Linked DNA regions of Mus musculus: regions 1 and 3 are each linked to region 2. The links are chromatin contacts, called in public Hi-C maps. All regions are on one chromosome and are shown on one strand. The core of a region is the stretch at or near the end of the contact, and the rest is flanking DNA. Distances in the headings are between cores, read along the strand shown. Region 1 holds the start of Them4 (thioesterase superfamily member 4). Region 2 holds the start of Wdr3 (WD repeat domain 3). Region 3 holds the start of Wdr77 (WD repeat domain 77).

Region 1 (4,251 bases), core at 546-3,045, 5.9 Mb before region 2:
CACCCTATAATGGGAACTGGAATTAACTCACAGAGCTAATGATTTCCCAATTGCAATCGGGACCTTGAAAGATGAAATCTAAGACAAGGAGCCACCCGACCAGATCCTAAAATTGCTACAAGTTTCTGGGCTAACAACTTACATACCTACCCCAACCACAATTTGGTTCTTACCCTGTACAATCTTGCAGCTATCCCTAGCCCCTGGAGGCAGTTCTCAGGATGTCATTAGACCACTGTCTTTCTGACCTTAGAAACTCAAAAATAAAGTCCCTAATCCCTTTCCTATTGTACTCTCGCTGTTGTCTAGAATTGTGGTATGTAACCAACTCTATTCCTTCATGTCAGGCACCTCTAGCTCTAGCCTCCAACAAAAGAGAAAGCTTTCAGATAAAAATGGGTGTCTTGGCCAGGCGTGGTGGCACACGCCTTTAATCCCAGCACTTGGGAGGCAGAGGCAGTTGAATTTCTGAGTTCGAGGCCAGTCTGGTCTACAGAGTGAGTTTCAGGACAGCCAGAGCTACATAGAAAAACCCTGCCTCGAAAAACAAAACACAAAAAACAAAAAACAAACAAAAAAAGGGTGTCTTAGGTAAAAGACAGAAGAACTTGAAGGCATATAAGACTCACTGTGAAACAGAGTAGAGAACAACTATTATTATTGTTATTTGACTTTATTTATATGGGTGTTTTGTCTGTGCACCACATGCATGCCTGGTGCCCACAGAAACCAAAAGAAAGAGAGGGTATCCAATCCCCTGGAACTGGAATTGCAAACAGCTGTGAGCTGCCATGTGGGCGCTCAGATTCTAACCATTGCTTTTAAACTTACGAACCATATCTCCAACTCAATGCAGATTTCTCTTCCTTTCTTTGTTTTTGTTTTGCTTTTTGTTGTTTGGTTTGGTTAGGTTTTTGAGATAAGGTATCATTATGTTGTCTTAGCTGGTTTGAACCACCCACCTCTGCCCCTAAGTGCTAGAATTAAATGCTTTATGACACCACTATCCAAATATTAGACTATCCACAACTCCTTCTATTAGTTTTTCATTTCCTTTGTAATTATCATTTTAAAACTAGTCAATCACAACAAACGCCGGGCAATTGGGGTCAGGGGAGCGTGGGGCAGTCACCACCTGTCCCCTGTGTGCTTGCTAACTGTAGTTGGATCTTGGTGCACCCTTTGACAAAAATAATTGCTTTGCTTCTGTATTCCTTTGTGGGACACTGAGATTCTTCTGTTCCCAGCACAGAAAGAACAAATCAGTGAATCAACGGATAGTCTTTAAACTAACAGGCTCCCATTAGACAGTTTGGGCTAACTCTATCGAGCCAGACCAAGAGCAATTTCTTTGATAGAGACGGTTCTTACTAGAGTAAAAGTTGATATACATTTTCAGTACACAGACACATATGCGCGCGTGCGGAGAGAAGGGGCACCTGAAGAGTGTACCTGTTAAATAGTAGAGACTGACAGAGTTTTAAATGTATGTGCACGTGTTCTACACCCAGAAGACCAACACCATCAACCCGCACCTAGTGGTTATCCACTCCTTGTGTGTGCTCCTGTTCGGCCGAGATGATGAGTCTTTCGCTGGCTGGAGCGTTAAACTGCCTGTGAACAAGGAACTAAACTAGGCTGTCTCGCTGCGCCAGTGCAGTAACCGTGGCTGAGAGCCGGACGCAAAATCTCCCGGAACCAAAAGCGGGTGTAGAGGATTCGGTCCGCCCGGATTCGGAGAGGCGCCAGCACTGTGGGCGGCGCGCGGCTCCGCCCTCCACCCGCCCGCCTCCACAGTTAATAGCCCAGAGTCGGCGTGTGGATAGTGTGGCTCTTTCTGGAACAGAGCAGAGAGCAGCGTCCTGCCCTCGGCTTGAGCAATGCTGAGAAACTGCGCTATGCGCCTGCGCACTCTTGGGGCCACGCCTGCGAGGCGGCCAGGAGCAGCTAGGGTGAGTCCCGGGACGCTTGCTTTCGTGGGGCGAGAAGGGGAGACAGCACGACCGAGACTAAGCTAACACCTGCCCCTGGCTGTGACGGGGCTCTTGGGCTCTTCTGCCCTGAGATTCGAATCGGGAGGAGCCGGAAGGGAAAGTGACTCAAGGTTGAACTAGGTCTGCAGGGATGGGATCGCCACTACTAAGACTGAGATAATAAGAAAGGATAAGCAAGGTCACCCAGAAAACTGTGAAAGAGCCATTATTGACCCCTGGAGAAGACCATTTATCCTTAGCAGGGATCTAATCCTGATAGACTCTGATTCGTTATAACCAATTCAGGAAGAAGTAGACTTCTGATTGTCAGATAATTACTCCCTCTCTAGCCCGTTTTCATCATCTTAGAGGATGTTATGAGACTAAATGAGATAATGCAAGGGAAGCATTTAGCATACCTGGAATGTAAATCTTAAATGTTGCCTGTCCATATTTTTATCCCTGCCTTTGTTCTATTGATGTAGTCAATACTTGTTGAGCTCCAACTCACGCCCGCGTGTGTGTCCGTGTGTACTGAAAATGTATATCGACAGTAAGAACTGTCTCTATCAAAGAAATTGCTCTTGGACTGGCTCGATAGAGTTAGCCCAAACTGTCTAATGGGAGCCTGTTAGTTTAAAGACTATCATATATGTCAGGTGTGATTGGCCACTGACGATAGGTCGTATTATAGTTAGCTAAGGGGAAAAAACGTTCCGCCCAAGAAATTTACGGGTTTAATTTGGGAGAATGGGATCAGTTTGCCAAATCAAATGTTTGTATACAATGTGTTGTAATAAAGAACGACAGCTGACAGGGAACAGCTCTGTATTGAGAAATGAAAAAGAACTTTGATTATTAGGGGAGTGGCATCTCTCTCAAGCTATTGCAGCTTCCTGCTAGACAATAAGAGGGCTGGAGGCCCTGGGTGATAGACACACACACACAATTTTAAAATAATGATGAATGTTGATGTATTGACATCAGCCAGGTACCATCTTGCCGATTAGAAAAGAAAATGATTCGTGCTAGTCTTACAACAACAAATATGAATTAGTTTAATTACATGTTGGAGCCTGGCAGTCTGTGCTGAGCTGAGAACATTACAGCATTAGTATTTGCAGGCCTTTTTTTTTTTTTCATCATGCTGCTTTTGATTTAGTAACGTATCTTAAAAGGAGGCAGAAAAAGTCATAACTTATTTTACAAGTACAAGTCCAACTTCCATAAATGTATAACTAAAGATCAAGCATGACCTTTCCCCTGCTGAGAACAAAGGGTAATGATTATCCCTACAACTTGTCCTTTATTCATAGCCTGTGCTATGAATTTACAAGTGCATTCACCACAAGTAGCGCTTAGACCTCGCCTCTTTGAACTGAAAGTTGAGTTTCTTTTATTTCCCACAACACTGTGGTGTCCAGAAGGTAGCTCGGCATGGCTCCAACTGAAATTAGTAGCTTCACTCCCATTCTCTGCCATCTGCACGTTCACACTAGCAAGCATCTTTTACTTCTAACCTTGCCATCCAAACCACAAGTCTGGAATCATCCAAGACTCCTCTGCTTCCTCTTTCCTGGGGTTAGTAACTCCCATTTCCCTGGGTTCTAGCACTGAGTGTCACTTGAACCTTCTCTTCTTGTTCCTCTGTACCTAGTTCGGCTCTGGGCTATAGCTAGCCCAGATTTTTATCAGTCTTTGCTACTTTTGCTTTTTTCTCACTATTTTAACTCATCCTTTGCACTTGGTGAAACTTTGTAAAAACCAATGCTGTTACTGTGCTGAAGGCTCTTTATGGGAATTGAGCATTTCAACACACCAACTTCATGATTCTTACATGATTGCCCTTTATAAAAAGAAAAAAAAAAAGAGCTAGGCAGTGGTAGTGCATGTCTTTATGCCCAGCACTCATGAGGCAGAGGCAGGAGGATCTATATGACCTCAAGGTCTATAGAAGAAGTTCCAGGACAGCCAGAGCCACACAGGGAAACCCTGTCTCAAGAAACAATTAAAAACAAAGAAAAAGCAAAAACAAAACAAAAACAGAAAAGAAGGAAAAAACTTAATTTATTTTTTATGTGTGTTGCCTCTCGTATGTCTGTGGCAGTGCCTATAAAGGCCAGATGAGGGTGTTGAATCCCCCTGAGATAGAGTTATGGACAGTTGTACAGCCTTGGGAGTGCTGGAAATGACCCTGCATGCTCTGGAAGAACAACCAGTGCTGTTAACCACTGAGCCATCTCTCCAGCCCCATGATTGTCTCTTTATGTAGCTTCAT
Region 2 (4,092 bases), core at 709-3,208:
AGTACTAACAGTTTCATCCCAAGAAGAAGCTCTGGGTAGCAACAGGCTTCTATATATTTACATCTATAAATCTATATGTAACTCATCTCACCTCCTGGGAGTCACACAGTAAAGAGGGATAATTTATCTCTTTGTGCTTAGCAAGAAAGGAATAGCTTCTGTCACAGTCAAAGCAGAGTGAAGCAACCAATGAATCTCATCAGTTATGGTTAAGAGAAGGACTGCACAACACAGCAGAATGACAGTCCTTTGAAATTCTACTGCTTTACAGCTGGCTGTGAGAACAAGCAGAACATGAAAAGCAGAACCGGTCGACAAAAGTAGAAGTTAATAATGGCTAAGAATAATAACCCATGAAAACGAACACACCCATTTAAGCAAACTCCTGCTTGGCTGTGACTTTCAGAACACAACAGAATCTGGTGCTAGCCGTCTAGAAAAATAAAAGGGAAGTGATCTCTTGGGGGACTCACACACAAATGAGTGCAGGCAGGTCAGTCAAGGCTCTCCCACTTCACCCTTCCAAGAGTCGGTGTCATTTAACGGTGTCCATTTCTTATTTCTGACTTACCTTCTCGCCTTTCCTTAAGTCCCAGATAAAAACGTGTTCACAGGCGGGTACTGCCACATAGCGTCCTTTCTCACCACGGAGTGTCACAAAAACAATGTTACCTTTTTGGCTGCCAATCAAGCCAAAGACAGCACTAGCCACATAGCGCAGATACTGTTTAGTAAGCCCCATGCTGGGCTGTCTGATGACACCGGGAAGGCAATCTGTGTAAATAAACAAAATTCAGTTTTTGCAATACAATGACTCTGCACAGCTAACAAACAGGAACCTTTTTTTTTTACATGATCAAAAGCATGTAACTTGGCACAGATGGTAAAGTACCTGCTGTAGTACCCGCACCCACACATAAGGCCAGGCACAGAAAAATGCAGGTCTATGACCCCAGCACAGGGAAGGCAGAGAGAGAGATTCCTGGGATTCGAAGAGACCCTGTGTGTAGATCAGAGGAAGCCCAGAGTGAATGGGTCCTGCTGACATGAATGTAGCCATGTCAAGGACTTCAATGCCCCAGACCAATAGGAGAGGCATCATGGTCCTTTGGTTCAAGTGGGATGTTTACAGTGTTCCAGAAAATGTTCACCATAGCCTTCTTCCCTCCCACCACACCACCATGTGTACTGACTGAAGACTGCTCCCCACAGACTGTCCCTATTGCAATTAGATATTATCTCTATACAATCACCCTGTCTCCTTGTTCAGTTGTAAGCAATAATCCCCTCTTCATTTTCAACTGTATATAATAAGCTCGCAGAGCTTATGGGGCTGCTGCAGTTCCTCTATCCAAAAGCTCAGACCAACCGATCTCAGCTTTTATGCATGTGTGTTCATGTGTCTGCCTTTTCTACCCAGTTTTCTCTTCCCTGCACTTTCATCTCCAGTTTGTCTTCAACGAGCTGCTGCACTGGTTTTCTATCTAGCACTTCCACGTCCACGATTTTCGCTTCAAGTCATAGTAACACGCTTGTTTATCGTTTTCACATGCACTGTACCTACCCGAGGGCTTTAAAGCTTATTTCTCAAATAACTTCGCTTGTTTTCCTTCCTGCGACCTGGTCACTCTCAAACTATCCCCCGCACCTAAGTTTCTATTGCACATCATCCCCGAAATAATCCAAGGAAATCGGGCAGTTCCAGCAGCCTCGCACTCCGGCCCGGGGGCAGCGCGCGGCCTCTGGGTTCTGCGATGCAGACGGCCGCGGCAAAGGGCTTCTCCCCGGCCTCCCTAGTGCCCTTAGCGCGGAGTCCCTCGCCGCGTCGGCTCACCGTGAACACCACTGTGCGGGGAACCGCGCCCCGCGATCCCTAAAGAGCCAGCAACACTCACCTCACTCTCCACGAGGCTCCAGCAGACAGCGCTGCCTACGAGACCCGCCACTTCCGGTCCGATTGGAAGTTTCTTCCGCCCGGCGTTTCCCTTACCTTCTAGGCGGAAGTGACGGCAGAGCGCTGTGATTGGGTGGCGTGGCGGAGAGGAAGCGGGTACCTTCGCTGTCAGATCGCTGTCGCCAGTCACCCTGGCCTCTGGAGACCGGTTCGCTTCAGCCTCCGCCTCTGGCAAGCAAAGTGTACGGATGTCATCCGCCTGAATTCTGCCACGGATCTGAGTGAGCTGCGGGCCGCCGCCCGGATGGGCCCGCCCGAGCGCTGTGAGAGAAGGGCGAAGCCGGGAAGGGAGGGCGACACAGTCGGGTGCGGCGGCTGGGAGGGATTGGGCTGGCGGGTCCTCCCGGGCTTTGGGCTTCGCACTCAGGGTAGGTTGGGTCGCCAAGCTCTGGGGACGCAGGTCCCCGGGATTTGCTGGGACGCGGTGCTGCGAGCAGCCCTGCGGGTGGCGGCTCTAGCAGAGTCCAGCCCGTCCTATAAATCGGGTTCCCTGTGGTCAGACGCTGAGCCCAGGATGCTGAGTTGTAAAAAGACCCCGCAGTCCCTGGAGTGACATTGACCTGGCTTTGTGTTTCCGCTTTCAGGTCACTTGAGAGGGAAGTGACCCTGGGCTTACTGGTCCTTAATTGTAGACTGAGACTGAGCCACTCTGTTAACGAGGAAATTAGCTTTTCTTCTCTTGCCCCCTTTTATCCTTGGGCTGGTCTAGAAGTTTTAGAAACGAGGTCTGATGTCTGTAGCTGTCTATATAACTGTACGTATAACTATACAAAAGAATTGATCCCTGCCATGGTTTACTGAACCTCTGTAGCCAACCTAGAAATTAGACATGTAGACAATTGTAGCTGACAGGTAGACTTGTCTTCCTTATTTTTTTTTTTTTTTTTTTTTTTTTTTTTGAGACAGGGTTTCTCTGTGTAGCTCTGGCTGTCCTGGAACTCACTTTGTAGACCAGGCTGGCCTCGAACTCAGAAATCCGCCTGCCTCTGCCTCCCAAGTGCTGGGATTAAAGGCGTGCGCCACCACGCCCGGCCTTTCCTTTTTAATTTTAGCTACTATTTACTGGGTAAGATTTTCTTAGTGATTTAAAACATGTCCAGCTCATCCTCTGTGTTTAAGAAAATTGTTTTGAAAGAAGAATCATTTGTAGTGGGTTGGATGAAAAGAAGGCAAGAAATCGTGATGATAAATTTATTCCAGGCTGGGGAGGAACATTTGGATAGATGTGTATGGACCCTACCTCCTGTAGATGCTGTGCATTTCCTTGTTAGAGATGGGAGATGTGTGCTTTGGTGGGGAAACAGTTTAGAAGATTTCAGGCCTGCCCAACCTTTAGACATTGCCAATTGATGTTGTCATCTTTGGTCGTGGGATCAAAGCCAGGTTTTGTCCACAACTTTAATACCAGCACTGGAAAGCCAGCCTGGTATGATATAGAGTGCTGCATCTAGCATCCCTATCACCACCCCTCCTTAGACAGAGTCTCACAAAGGCCCTGTTCTGGAGCTCTCTGAAGACCATGTTGTCCTTGAGCTCACAAAGATCCACCTGCCTCTGCCTACAGCATGCAGGAATTAAAGGCGTGTACTGGCCCGCCAGGCTAAACTAGCACACCTTAATCTTACATATTTTCTTATCCAGTACTTTAAGATACATTTTCTTATCTAGTACTTGAAGAACAACATTATTATTTTAAGTTTCAAATTGCACTCTGTATGAAGACTTGCAACTGAAGCATGCTCTGGTGTGTTTAATATGTAGGTGACACTGCTAATTCACCGGAAAACATGTGTTTTGTATGTTTTTTTGAATGATGATTTACAGTTTACCTGGGACCATTGATGAAGGTTAGAGGTCTGTTTTATTATAATGTATTTATTTGCTGATATAGGTGAGCACGGACATGTTTTCATCTGAGCAGCTTCCATTTGCATAAAGTAACTCTTGTAAATATAATTGATTTGGCATCAGGATGAATATGGTGGGTGCTTTCACCCTTATATATCCTGGGCATTTAAATATTGAAATACAGAGCCATAAAGAATAATAAACCTGTTATTTGCCAAAAGCAACAAACAAGCTGCTTAATTATTAGAGGTCAGATTCATGGTCCAACTCTATGTGTTTCCCAGACTTAG
Region 3 (4,345 bases), core at 1,834-4,333, 5.8 Mb after region 2:
GAGTTGTTTCTCTTCTACCAGCACATGGGTCTGGGAACAGAATTCAAGTATACCTGTCAGGTTTAGTGGCAGACATCTTACCCTAAGCCATCTCACAAGCCCCTAGAACTCAAGTTTGTGTAATGTCAGATTTCTTTACAGGCCATTGTGAAGTCTGTTAATTTATGTAACATTTTTAAGTGTCTGTCCTATAGTAGGTTCCACATGAATGCCAACCTAAATGCCAACACTACTATAAGCAACCTGATATTAAGAACCTTGATTCAAAATAGTCCCTTTGATGTAGGACTGCTCACTCTATGTGAAACAGGTCTTCTCAGTTTGCAGTAATTCTGATTATGTTTAATCTTTGAGCTGTATATAAATCTTGGGAACCTCAACTCATTTGTTCCTATTTTTTTGCTCCAAGGTTAACAGTCATATACATCTGTAGTAAACACTCAAGTTCCCTCACAATTCTGCCTGCCTGACAAAAACCTTTCCACATTTTTATTGTTATATGGGGAAGGGAGATGGTGAGCTCTAAATTCCAAGTAGTATTTTGTGTTTGTTTTTTAAATAACTATTAGATCTTGCTCTTCCACTTCTAAGCTTGAACTATTATATTATACCAGCATAATAGACTTGTACATTATTTGTATTAAAACAGTCTATGGTGTATTCTTTTGAGTAATTACAGCAGGCTGATGTCTGATTAGGCTTCTGATAAAGTCTTTGCTTTTCATTCACATTTGTAGTCAAAGGTAGGTCTCCTTAAGGTTCTGAGGGTGATTCTTCCCCACTTCCTATCTCACATGTCCTTTACTCTCTACATCTCTATACTCCATGCACTTTAAGAGTTTTACAGGATTTCCTATCACTGAGCTACTCTCTCAGTCCTATGTCCTCCTTCTGAGTATCACCTTATGCCTCTAAAACATCAGTGACCCCACCAAGCTTCGAAACTGAAGAACCATGGTAGAGATCCTTTCATATAAATTAGGGTTTCTCAGCTCCAACCTGATTAACATTTGGCCTGCATAGTTCTTTGCTGCAGATAGATGGCTCTTCTGTGCATGTTTAGAAGTATCCCTGTAGCTGCTGAATGGTAGCAACCAAAAACATTTTCAGACACTGTCAAATGTCACCTGGAAAATCAGCTAAAGGCTGAATCCTACTGGTTTAGATCATACCATGAGAGAATTTTTAGAACTTTTAACTACCATCTCAGTTGAAGCCTTTATTTTCATTTTCTTAAAACTATTTTAACAACTCCAAACCTGATGGCTCTTCTTGTCAAATATTCCTTAAATATAGCTCTTTCATATTACTGCCAATGCTTCTAAATCGTGATCTGACTTGAAAACTCTTCAGCAGGCTCTCCTCTGTCCACAGAAAACAAGTAACAGCACGGGCTAACCCAGCCCCTGCAAATTTTCTACATTCATCTTTCCTTAATGCCTCACCTATACTCACATCTCTCAAGCCACAAGGTGAATGACAACCAAAGAGCTTAAAGCTGAAAGACGGTCAAGAGTGCTTACTGCTCTTCACAGGACCAGATTTGGTTCCCAGAACCTATGCTGGGCTGCCCACAGCAACCTCTAACTCCAGCTGCAGATCTAATACCTTTTTCTCTGCCTCTGCAAGCACACACGCACACAAAAATAAAATTATTAAAAAAAAAAAAAAGAGTTTGACATTCTTTGGAGAAAGCAGGGCTGGCATTAACAGTACATAAAAAAAGACCCAAGACACAGATGAGGTTAATTCAGGTTTTCTTGGTTTTGCTATGTTTAGATTTTATTGCAATAGGGATATGAGCTCTGAAGGGTTTTAAGTGGGGGGAACTGCCAAGATCTCTCTGCTACATTGAGAATGGACTGTATTGGGATAAAAACAGATGTTAAGACTGAAAGCCTAGTGAAATTGTCCATTTCAGAACTGTGGGCAGCGGCTTCATGCTGTAACAATGGTAGTGAAAGTAGTCAGACTCAAAGCATCCTCACGAGTTGAGTCTTACTGACGGATTAGAGGATGGAGCTACTGTGTAGCTGTCTCTAGGACTAGGGTTGTTACTGTGATCTCCACAAAGTTATCCACTGTCACATTATGTGATCATCAACACAAGCATTTACGAAGCCATATGTGTTTTCGGCCTCCTGATATGGTTAATAAAAGATGGAAATCTGGAAGACACCCAAAACAATAGGTTTTATTTTGCTGTATTTAACCAGATCTGTCCTTGGGGGTAAGTAAGCCAGTAACTTGGTTGTGTGTCGCTGAAGGTCACAACGAGGGGTGAGCCTCTCTTTGGTGTTTGTCAGAGGAAGGAACAGGATCATGTTCAAGGCAATTAGAAGAACAAACGTCCGAATGAGTATGCAAGCTGGCTAACGTGAAGGAAAACAGCAATTTTTGGCTTGACGCTAGGAAATGGAAAGAGAATAAGACGTGGTGACACTCACCCTGGACCTAGGGCGGCCGCGTTCTTCAGACACGGGGCTGGAAATACACAAGACGGAGGTTAGCAAAGTCAAGGAGAAATCGCGTTTCTACCTTCCCGGGTGTCGGCCCTGGCATCCGTCTCTGCCGCGCCCTGAGATGCTGGGCGGCCCGGGAGCTCTCCAGATCGCTCCCGTGGGTGAGCTCGGGCCCAAACGCCGCAGTCCGTCCTCTACCCGCTTCCCGCCTCCCCGGCCTGGCTTCTTCCTAGTCACCCTGCTACGCTAACCTAGGCTCTACGTCTCTCACCCGCTGTGGCGGCAGCAGAAAGCACCACCCGGGACAGCATTGTCTGCGAAGAGCGGGACAGCGGGCTCCGTGTCCCTGTGACCCCGACCCGAGCCTGTCAGGGGCAGGAGCAAGATGGCCGCTCGCACATCTCGCGAGAAGAGATCAGCTCGCTTTTTCTCGGAAGTTCTCGGCTTTTTCCCCGCCCCCTCCCCACTATCGCGAGAAGAGGAGAAAAAATGGGTGGGGCTGAGGGAGGGAAACAAACAAAATCCCGCTGCGGGGACAGGAGACGGAAAAGCAGGCTGGAAGGGTAGACACAATTCTCGCGAGAAGTAGAGCGAATTCCCTCGGAGAGGGGCGGTTGCGCAGAGGTACACCACGTGTGCGGTCCCTCCGGCGCCGAGTCAGGGTCTCTCGTCGAGTCTGGGTCTAGGTTAGATTTGGAATCGTGGAGATGCGGAAGGACACCCCTCCTCCGCTCGTGCCCCCGGCGGCCCGCGAGTGGAACCTGCCCCCCAATGCGCCCGCATGCATGGAACGTCAATTGGAGGCTGCACGGTACCGGTCTGGTGAGCCGAGATCCCGGGGCCTGGAAGCCCCTTTACCCCCAGTCTCGGGTGCCCTCTCCCGGTGCTGACCCTCTCGAGTCCTCCCAGCGCCGTGTGGCCCTCCTCGGCCATACCTGGCGTCCTGGCCCTGCCCCAGCTCAGCTCCACAAATCCGATCTCAGATTCAGACTGGTCCCGCCACGGGGTTCTGTGAGGTTACCATAGAAACAAGGCCTTCCATCTGACACCTTATAACTTTGCTCTCCCCACCGTAGATGGTTCCCTTCTGCTCGGGGTCTCCAGCCTGAGTGGTCGCTGCTGGGTAGGTTCTCTGTGGTTTTTCAAGGATCCTAGTGCGGCCCCCAACGAAGGTTTCTGCTCTGCTGGCGTCCAGACCGAGGCTGGAGTAGCTGACCTCACTTGGGTGGGGGACAAAGGTATCCTAGTGGCTTCTGATTCAGGTGAGTGATCCCCCTCCCCTGGAATTGAAGAGTTGGGTACAGGGTAGGATGGGAAAAGGTGTTTTATTATTTAGAAGCAGGGTTGTTTACCTTATTGGCTTGGCTGTCCCAGAAACTAAGTAGACCAGGCTGGCCTTGAACTCACAGAAGTCTTCCTCTGTGCTGTAATTAAAGACGTGTGCCACCGTGCCTAGCCTCCTGTTTTCTTTTGCTGTTGTGTTTGCTATGTGCTGTGAATTGACTCACCTTGCTAGGCAACTGCTCTGTCACTGGACAGTCCTTAATCCCACCTTTCTTTGAGTGTCAGGCTGAGAAATGTAGGCTTTGGCATTAAAAAAGACAAAGAAATGAAGTTGGTAGGTGATGGAGGGTAAATGTTGGACAAGCTAGGGATGAATATAGTCAGACTACATTGTATGCGTGTATGGAGTTCTCAGAATTAAGCAGATTAAAGAAAGTCAGAATTTATATAAGTTGGTGGAAGCTGGGTATAGGTGCTGCCTGTAATCCCAGCAGCCGCAGGCAGAGCTCTGTGAGTTGGAGGCCGGCCTGTTCTCCATATCCAGTTCCAGGCCAGCCATAGGTACGTAGGGAAGTAGGGAAAACCCTGTCTCAAAGATT

The links. Hi-C and Micro-C count contacts between places; a contact is called where the count stands out from the background.
Region 1: a Hi-C map of rod photoreceptor shows a contact between it and region 2, with 7 times the contacts expected there. The contact joins the promoter of Them4 here to the promoter of Wdr3 in region 2. A contact is called at or near these places in 1 of 39 promoter capture datasets (liver) and 3 of 484 Hi-C or Micro-C datasets (CD4 T cells, muscle stem cells and rod photoreceptor).
Region 3: a contact with region 2 is called in a Hi-C map of muscle stem cells, with 4 times the contacts expected there. The contact joins the promoter of Wdr77 here to the promoter of Wdr3 in region 2. A contact is called at or near these places in 2 of 39 promoter capture datasets (liver and pre-B cells), 2 of 484 Hi-C or Micro-C datasets (CD4 T cells and muscle stem cells) and 1 of 9 other capture datasets (liver).

The regions. Positions count from the first base shown.
Region 1 is chr3:94,308,337-94,312,587 of GRCm38.p6, forward strand. It overlaps Them4 (thioesterase superfamily member 4), which reads left to right and starts at 1,796. Exons shown (of 6, transcript NM_029431.1): 1 at 1,796-1,952. The coding sequence starts at 1,881. It overlaps Gm36010 (a long non-coding RNA gene), which reads right to left and starts at 1,717. Exons shown (of 4, transcript XR_867460.2): 1 at 1,536-1,717.
Region 2 is chr3:100,160,449-100,164,540 of GRCm38.p6, forward strand. Wdr3 (WD repeat domain 3) reads right to left here and starts at 1,959. Exons shown (of 27, transcript NM_175552.5): 1 at 1,896-1,959; 2 at 572-774. The coding sequence starts at 742. Gdap2 (ganglioside-induced differentiation-associated-protein 2) reads left to right here and starts at 2,015. Exons shown (of 14, transcript NM_010269.3): 1 at 2,015-2,217.
Region 3 is chr3:105,956,415-105,960,759 of GRCm38.p6, forward strand. It overlaps Wdr77 (WD repeat domain 77), which reads left to right and starts at 3,084. Exons shown (of 10, transcript NM_027432.3): 1 at 3,084-3,284; 2 at 3,539-3,724. The coding sequence starts at 3,170. Atp5pb (ATP synthase peripheral stalk-membrane subunit b) reads right to left here and starts at 2,849. Exons shown (of 7, transcript NM_009725.5): 1 at 2,734-2,849; 2 at 2,448-2,484. The coding sequence starts at 2,773.